2 separate regions of the Sus scrofa genome follow, and region 1 is linked to region 2. A link is a contact called in public Hi-C data. All regions are on one chromosome and are shown on one strand. Each heading gives the region's core, a stretch centred on a gene start, on an enhancer-like site or on the middle of the called end of the contact. The rest is flanking DNA. Distances are from core to core; before and after follow the strand shown. Region 1 has its middle 20 kb from the start of CISD2. Region 2 holds the start of MANBA (beta-mannosidase).

Region 1 (4,232 bases), core at 1,014-3,513, 110 kb before region 2:
TTCATCACTATCAGCTTCTGGTTGTTTTGATTTTATGATTTATGATGGGATCAGTGAATCACATTGTTACACGTTCACTGCTCCAACTGCTGTGCTATTAAGAGTTTTCCTTAATCCAGTGCAGTGATGTGCAGGATTCCACATCGGTGGAGCAAACAATTGCCAGTTGAGATCATGTGAGAAGGAAAGACAAACCCATACTCAGAATGAGCACTGATTCTGGTCAAGATTAATTGTTCTCCTTCCTGTATGGAAGGAATCTGATGTATTCAATTTGCCAGTGTGTGACTATATGGTCTCCTTGAAGGATGGTGCCATATTGAGGCATCAGTGTTGTTTTTTGTTGCTGGCAGGTTGAACATTCAGCAGCAGCATGACTAGATCAGCTTTGTTAAGTGGGAATTTCGGCTCTTTGGGCCTCTGCATGGCCTCCATCCCTGTTATTATGCATCCATTGTGCCAGTACTAAAGCGACCAATGGAAGAGGTTGGCTCACATCAGCTGGCTGAATCACTTCATCTACTTGGTTTTGGTAATTAACTTCTGTGGGAGTTAACGTGTGGTATAAAATCTTTGTATTTTTTGTCTGTTCCCATAGGTCCTTCCCTCTGCTTCTTCCCAGATGTCTTTGTCTCCAGTCTTCCAAACTTTCTCCTTCCAACCTCTGACCTACCAACCAAGCCATTTGACCATGATTCTGAATATATTCTTACCTTGGGCTACTTACCTTTCCATGCAAAATGAATGACAAGGTAAGGAGTCCACAGTTATGGCTACTGGGAGAATTTTTTCTTATTGCTGTCTTTTCCAGAGCTAAGTAAGCCACCAACCATTTTTGGCCTGCATTCACATCTTGAGATGACCTTTCAGTGGACCTCCTTAACCAACTTGGGAATGCCTACACAATCATAATTGCAAGTTGATGGATAGAAAATATGTAACAGTTGTTGATGATGTGGGGTCCTGGGCCACTTGCTTATACTTGTGCCCTGTAGTCCTTTTCGTGCCCAATCCTTGATGTGCTACTTCCATCTTACGATGGATTGCTACTAGGCCAGCTTGTCTTTATGCCTTAGCAGATCTAAGAGAGCCAAGCTCATGATAGGAAGTTCTAGCCACATGGTCACTTAATGTCCATTGTTAGGTGGATCCAGTAGCATGCATGAACATATTAAAGTATATAATTATTCCATATGATTATATGGTATATAATATCAGCAGACAGCAATGGCCTTGCTAGAGAATGTCATAGGGCTATGTTGTAATTTTCATATTGTGATTTGCCGTAAACTCAACATGGTAATTTTTCTCACTGCCGACATTTCCAATATAGGAGAGTTGCTGGACTGTATGGCCCAAATGATAGGGCTGCTTGTGCTGTAGCCTGAACCTGCTACAGAGTGTTTTCCTGTTTCAAGCTCCTGTAGGAGCTGGCAGCCTCTGTGTCACTCAGTGTATGTGTCAGAACAGTATTCCCAACTATAGAATATGCTGCCTCCAAAACCCATAGAGGCCTGTGAGGCATTGTATTTCCTTCATGGTGGGAATGGGACATGCAATAATTTGCCCTTTATTTTAAACCTATCCCAGACTACTGGACCCCCTAAAATCTTTTTTTTTCTAAATGTAGGCTGTTGTCCTTCCCATGAATGCAAATTTCTTCTGGTAAATTTCCAAGTACTGCTTCAGCTATTACATATCTATTGATCTGTAATCTTTTCATCTTCATCCATTTTTAAATGTTTTAATTTTTATTATATTTACTTCTTGGTTCCATTGATTATTTGGAAGTATGTTTTTAACTTCTAAAATTTAAAGATCTCTTTTGGATAACCTTTTGTTTTTGATTTCTAATAGTAGTGCTTTGTAGTCTATATATCATTTTAAAGGTTTGATACCTTTAGGCCTAAGATTTGGTCAATTTTTATAAATATTTCAAATGTGCTAGAAAAAAATAGGGATTCTTTAATTGTTGATTATAGTTCTATGTAATCTATATAGCCTTACAAATTTTATGTCCATTGAGTCAGTTACTGAAAATGATGTTAAAATCTCACACTGTATTTGTGGATTTGTCATTTACCCTTTGTAATTCTATCAAATTTGGCTTTATTTATTTTGAGGATATATTATGGATTTGCAGTTTTAGAATTGGTATATCTTCCTGGTGAATTTTTACTTTTGTTATTATGCAGTGTGAGGGGAGGGGGGTGAGTTTGAGCATTTTGGGGCTGATTGAAGAAAGATATGGCCATGAGGTGGCAGTAGCACACACAAGCTTTATTTTAGTGTTACTTTGACGGGTTTGTATGTTGGGAAAAGACCTAGCAGCATGAGACGAACCTTAAGCTTGAGCTTAAGGCATGGGGCCACCATCCCAAAAGGGAGGAGGACAAGGGTACTGGGGGAGGGCATCAGATGGGGGTTTTATGTCTAGGGTGCTTATGTATGATGTCATTTAGCAGCATGGCAGGAGTCTCTGGGTTAGAGAATTACAAAGCACAACAGCTGCTTAAAGTCTTTATAGCCCAAGGCTTATTTTATCTGTGGCAAACAGATTTTGGACGGTTTCACAGAGTAGGTAAAGCAGGCAAGCTCTAAATGGCTAAAAATCTGTTTGTGTGGATTATGCTTATTGTTTCTTGTTTTTGTTTGTTTGTTTGGCTGCACCCATAGCATGTGGAAGTTCTTGGGCCAGGGATTGAACCCAAGCTGCAGCTGTGGCAGTGCTGGATCCATAACCCACTGTGCCACAAGGGAACCTCCATTGTTTGGACTATGTTTAAAACAAGTGGATGGGTAAACTTTTGGTTTGGTGCCAGTGGGCTTTTGAGCTAATGGTTCTCAGTCTGCTGTGAAGAAATAAGCAACCCATGAGCCAGTACGCAGAGGCTCATGTATATAACATATAATGACTTTCTTTATCCCCTCTTTTGCTCATCATTGTTTATTATATTTTACTTTTTTATTAGTATTATTGTATAAAGTTTCAGTTTATAGTAGTCAACTGTCTTACTATTTATTTGTAATTCAAACTGCTCTAATAAGAATGTTACTTTATTATTTGCTTCCAGTTAACTATAACTGCTCTGGGTAAGGTCATCAATGACCTTCATGATATCAAATCCAATTAATGTTTTAAACTTTCTTATTGTGTATATACATGTTTAATTTATATAATTTGAAATGGAATATCATACATGGAATGTAGTATTTTTTTGTTTGTTTACTCTTTACTCTGTCTTCTCCCTCCTACCCAAATTCCCATCTTTACTTACCCTCTCCAGACAAATGATGTCACTCTCATTATGATGTATCATCCCATTTTTTCTCAGGTTCATAAAGTCGACATTTATACATACATACGTACATACATATATATATACACAGTGCCCAAAATAAGAATGCATTATATATATATATATATATATATATATGAAAAGAGGGGATTAAACATGCCATACTGCATCTTGCTTTTTTCCCTACTGCATAGAAATGCTGAATCAGGGAGTTACTGTTGTGGCTCAGCAGATTAAGAACCAGACTGTGTCCATGAGGATTCATGTTCCATCCCTGGCCTCGCTTAATGGGTTAAGGACCCAGGTTTGTCTCAATGATGTGATGGTGTAGGTCACAGATGTGGCTCAGATCTGGTGTTGCTGTGGCTGTGGCCAGGCCAGCAGCTGTAGCTCCAATTCAACCCTTAGCCCAGGAACTTCCATATGCTGCAGGTGTGGTCCTAAAAAGAAAAAAAAAAAAAAATACACTGAATCAACCAACAGGGCTCTAATGTGTATTTTCCATTAAGATCAGTGTTGCAATAAAAATGTGTGTGTGTATATATATATATATGTATATTTGTGTACAATTATATCGATTTTTATTTCTGTAGAATTACTGTGATAAAGAATATTTTACTCCAAAAGTTACCAAATTGTTTTAGAAAAAGATTGTAATAGTCTATATTTATTACTACCAACATATGAGACTATTTGGTTCCCTCCTCCAAAATTCCCACCAGTGATAGGTATTGCTCTTCTTAATATGTGGCAATACAATGGGTTATAAAGTGACAGTCTTCTAGAGCTTTGTTTGTATTTCCCTGATTACTAATGAGTTTAAGCATAATTTTATTCATTTTGGATTTACTCTTCTATGGTTATGTCTTTGTATTATTTTCCCCATGTTTTTGTTTGCCTTTTTCTTGCCCATTTGTGATACACAGTGCATAG
Region 2 (3,907 bases), core at 1,055-3,554:
CTGCGCCACAAACACAGCCATGCCAGATCTGAGCCGCATCTGCAACCCACACCACAGCTCACGGCAATGCTGGATCCTTAACCCACTGAGCAAGGTCAGGGATCGAACCTGCAACCTCCTTGTCACTCTTGCCGCTATAAGTCTTGTTAACAGTTTTGAACAGACAAGGGCAGGCCATTTAGTGCCATGAATTAGGGAATATTATGTGAATCGAGAGCTCCATTCCTATCAAAAGAATAAATGCTCAGAGTTCCCATCATGGCACAGTGAAAATGAATCCAACTAGAACCATGAGGTTTCGGGTTCGATCCCTGGCCTTGCTCAGTGGGTTGAGGATCTGGCGTTGCTGTGGCTCTGGCGTAGGCCTGCGGCAACAGCTCCAATTCGACCCCTAGCCTGGGAACCTCCATATGCCATGGGTGCGGCCCTTAAATAAATAAATAAATGCATAAATAAATGCTTATAGAGTGAGGAAGCCTCTGAGATAGCCAGAGTCTTTCCCCCTTAATATCAGTGGGCTCTGCTGCAAGGAGACTAAGAGCCAGGCAAGGAGAGTTTGGGTACTGTCTGCTACTGTATGACAGTCAAGTCACCTGACCCCTCAGGTGTAAAGCCGGAGGCTTGGGCTGGATAATCTAAATTTAGAACCAACATGCTAGGCTTGTGAAAAATGCTGACTCCGTGAAGGTAAAATATTGTCCTGTGTCTACAGATTCAGGCAATTTCAGGCATTTACAAGGCAAAGCAAGGCTTGGATTTGTTGAGATGAGAGCTACTCCACAGATTTCCATTCAAACATGGAAATAAGGCAAATAACATCAACAAAGAAATAGGTCTATTTTATGCAGTATGAAATTCCCTCTTAACTTCCCAAATCACAGTTACATCTTAAGGCAAAAATGGCACTCAAGTGCCACTAGGAGACTTGAAAAAAATGTGTGGTGTTTCTTGGGTACCTTGGCATTATTAGGAAACACCCAAGTGTGTTAATTAATTTTATGCTTATAACAAAAAGAAAAAAGAGTACTGTCTCTATTTTTGAGTTCAGGGAATGGAGGTGTAAGAGATTTTGTGGCTTGCCTAAGTCCCACAGTTAGTGATTGGCAGAGGATTTTTTTTTCTTCCACCTATTTTTGGCTGGCCTGGGGCATATGGAGTTCCCCGGCCAGGTATCAGATCCCAGCCGTAGTTTCAACCTAAGCCACAGCTGTGGCAACACCGTCTCCTGTGCCTGCTTGGCCAGAAATGGAACCTGCGACCCAGCGCTCCCAGGAGGCCAAGGATCCCATATCGCCAGAGTGGGATTTTAAATTTGCCTGTGCATTAAGTACAGGTTTCTGGAACCTCAGGAACCTCTTCTATGGAGCTTTATAAATCAGGAGGTTGTAGTCCACTAACATGAGGCAAGCATGCTGTGCTTTCTCTGGGCTGGGCCCTATGTTGCATGCTATACATGAATTTTCTCAGCCTTCACCAAAACCGTGCAAATTAGGTACTTTTAATAATTGCTTACTTTTTTTTCCTGCTACACCTTTGGCATGTAGAAGCTAGTTCCCGGGCCAGGGATCAAACCTGTAACATCAGGTCGCAAGAATGACAACATTGGACCCTTAACCACTAGGCCACCAGGGAACTCCAGTAATTGTTTACACTTTGTTTTTGTTTGGCCAAGCCTGCGGCATGTGTATGCTCCCGGGCCAGGGATCGAACCCAGGCCACAGCAGTGACCCAAGCAGCGGCCCAAGCTGCTGCAATGACAATGCCGGATCCTTTACCGCTGCGCCACAAGAGAACTCTAGTCGTTTACTCTTTGAAGGACAGCCTCTGCTCTGAGACCAACCCGTGGAGCTGAAGGATTTGATTTGGGCGTTACCTTTGCCAGGCAGATCCCTGCAGCACAGATGGGAGTCTGGGGAAATTTGAGAGAAAAGTGGTGGAGTGTCTTGGTTTTGGGTCCTCTGAAGCAGTGAGGAGCCTCTCTACCTGTAGTCTCTGCACACCACTGTCTCTGAGCTCCCCAAAGCTGTGTGCCACTTTGCGCCCTGAGATTTGTGTGTCTCAATTACCGTGTACGGTTCTCGCTTCCCATTCAGACCCCAGAGCAGGTGGAATCAGTGTTGAGGGCGCAGACTGCAGCGGTCCGAGTCCGGAGCTGCGCACGATGGCAGCGGCTCTGGCCCCCGCGATGCTCGGCCTCGCCAGTCTGCGCGATTTCCGCATCCTCCACTAGCCAGAGGATCCAGGGGAGCAGCTTCGGTCCCCACAGCTCAGCTGACCTGGAGGCGGGGCCGAGAGCCGGGGGCGTGGCCGGGGCCGAGGGCGGGGAGACCTCGAAGCTGGGCCCTTCTGAAGGCACCGTGGCTTCCGCAGCCCTCGACCGCGCGGGGGTTCTTGCCCTGCGGGTGTCTGCGGTGCCAGCCACTGGCATGTGCCTCCGCCTGCTCCTGCTGCTGGCACTGTGCAGTGCGGGCCCCGCTGCCGCAGCGCTCACCCTCAGTTTGCGGGGAAGCTGGAGGATCCGCAGCGGGAACGGCTCCCTGGAGCTGCCCGGGAAGGTTCCCGGTTGCGTGCATAGCGCCCTGTTTCAGCGGAGGCTCATCCAGGTACTATCTGCGTCGCCTGGTTGGGAGCCTGCGCTCGCGTCCCCCTTAGTGCTGAGAAGGGCCCAGAAATGGCCTGGCAGTCCTGAGTACGGGACTCTTCTCCTCGGTTTGGCACTAACTTCCCGTTTGCATCGTGTGGTTTGCAGGGGGAAACGCCGAAGAGGCAAGTGTATCTACAGTTGAAGAGCACAGCTGGGGTCCGGGCTGATTAGAAACTAACCTGTCTGTACAGCAGTAACTCAGGAAAGCGGAGGTTTAGCCCGGGTAAACAGCTCTAACCAGGGTGTTATTGCCATAGTTATCTGCTGAAGGGCGGATAGAAAGGCTATACCGACAAAGCCTAAGGCGGGGGATTATTGTTTCAACTACCTGAACACTGCAGGGGACTATATTCAGCAACGTCTCAGTTTTTCACTTTTGCTGTTAGACGCCAGGGAGACAGATTTGGAATTGACGCAGTGGCACGTAGGTTGAGGAAAAATGAGACCTACAAGTGTAAGGTTAGGGTCGTCAGTGCTAAAGTAAAGGCTAAGTAATTTATTTATTTAGCTTGTTAGGGCCTCACCCGCGGCACGTGGAGGTTCCCAGGCCAGGGGTCCAATCGGAGCCACAACTGCAGGCCTACACCACAGCCACAGCGACGCAGGATCCGAGCAGCGTCTGCGACCCACACCACATCTAACAGCAAGGCCAGGGATCGAACCCGCAACCTCATGGTTCCTAGTCGGATTCGTTTCCGCTGCACCCCAACGGGAACTCCCAAGGCTAAGTAATTTTTAAGGCTGGTTGAGATGTGGAGAAAGATGCTGTTTCCTCTCAGGGCATGTGGTATGATGTGTGTGTCCCAACATTCTTCAGTTTATGTTCTTCTTGTTGAGGTTGTTTTCCTGTTTGGCTGCCTGTGGGCAGAGGTTTGCAAACAGACTGCCACCTTCCACTGTTTTTTGGTTCCAGATGTTGCACTTTTTTTTTTTTAAATCTGTTGCGCATCTGTTACGGCTTTGCCTGGACAAAGTGTGCTTGATAAGTAATTTTGCATGCATCATCCCAATCCTTATAACAGCTCTGTGGAGTAGGTCTTAGCTGCATTTTATGGATGATGTGGCGTTATGGAGCCCAGAAAAGTTCTAAGTGGCAGAAATGGAATTCTAAGCCAGCCTGGTTTGACTCTGAAACCTTCTGTACTGTACTACACTTAACCTTGGTGGTTTGAATAATCCTGTGTTTTTGAAGCACTGCTGTTGACTGTCAAGAATATAATTCAAGGTTTACTTAAATGACACCATGACAGTCAGTCAGGGTTA

Evidence for each region. A called contact is a pair of places that touch in the nucleus more often than the background predicts.
Region 1: a contact with region 2 is called in a Hi-C map of retroperitoneal adipose tissue, with 2.3 times the contacts expected there. The contact joins the enhancer-like site here to the promoter of MANBA in region 2. A contact is called at or near these places in 3 of 5 promoter capture datasets (fetal liver and liver), 10 of 47 Hi-C or Micro-C datasets (alveolar macrophages, blood, embryonic fibroblasts and 6 more) and 1 of 2 datasets of contacts at active chromatin or transcription factors (alveolar macrophages).

What each region holds. Positions count from the first base shown.
Region 1 is chr8:118,142,903-118,147,134 of Sscrofa11.1, forward strand. No RefSeq gene overlaps it. Among named protein-coding and RNA genes, the nearest start is that of CISD2, 20 kb to the right of the region's middle. Within about 2 kb of position 2,264, at least 7 of the 83 cell types and tissues checked have an H3K27ac peak or open chromatin away from gene starts, as enhancers often do. A contact at or near this core is called in alveolar macrophages, omental adipose tissue and retroperitoneal adipose tissue, where this site is marked.
Region 2 is chr8:118,248,818-118,252,724 of Sscrofa11.1, forward strand. It overlaps MANBA (beta-mannosidase), which reads left to right and starts at 2,305. Exons shown (of 18, transcript XM_003129294.6): 1 at 2,305-2,603. The coding sequence starts at 2,427.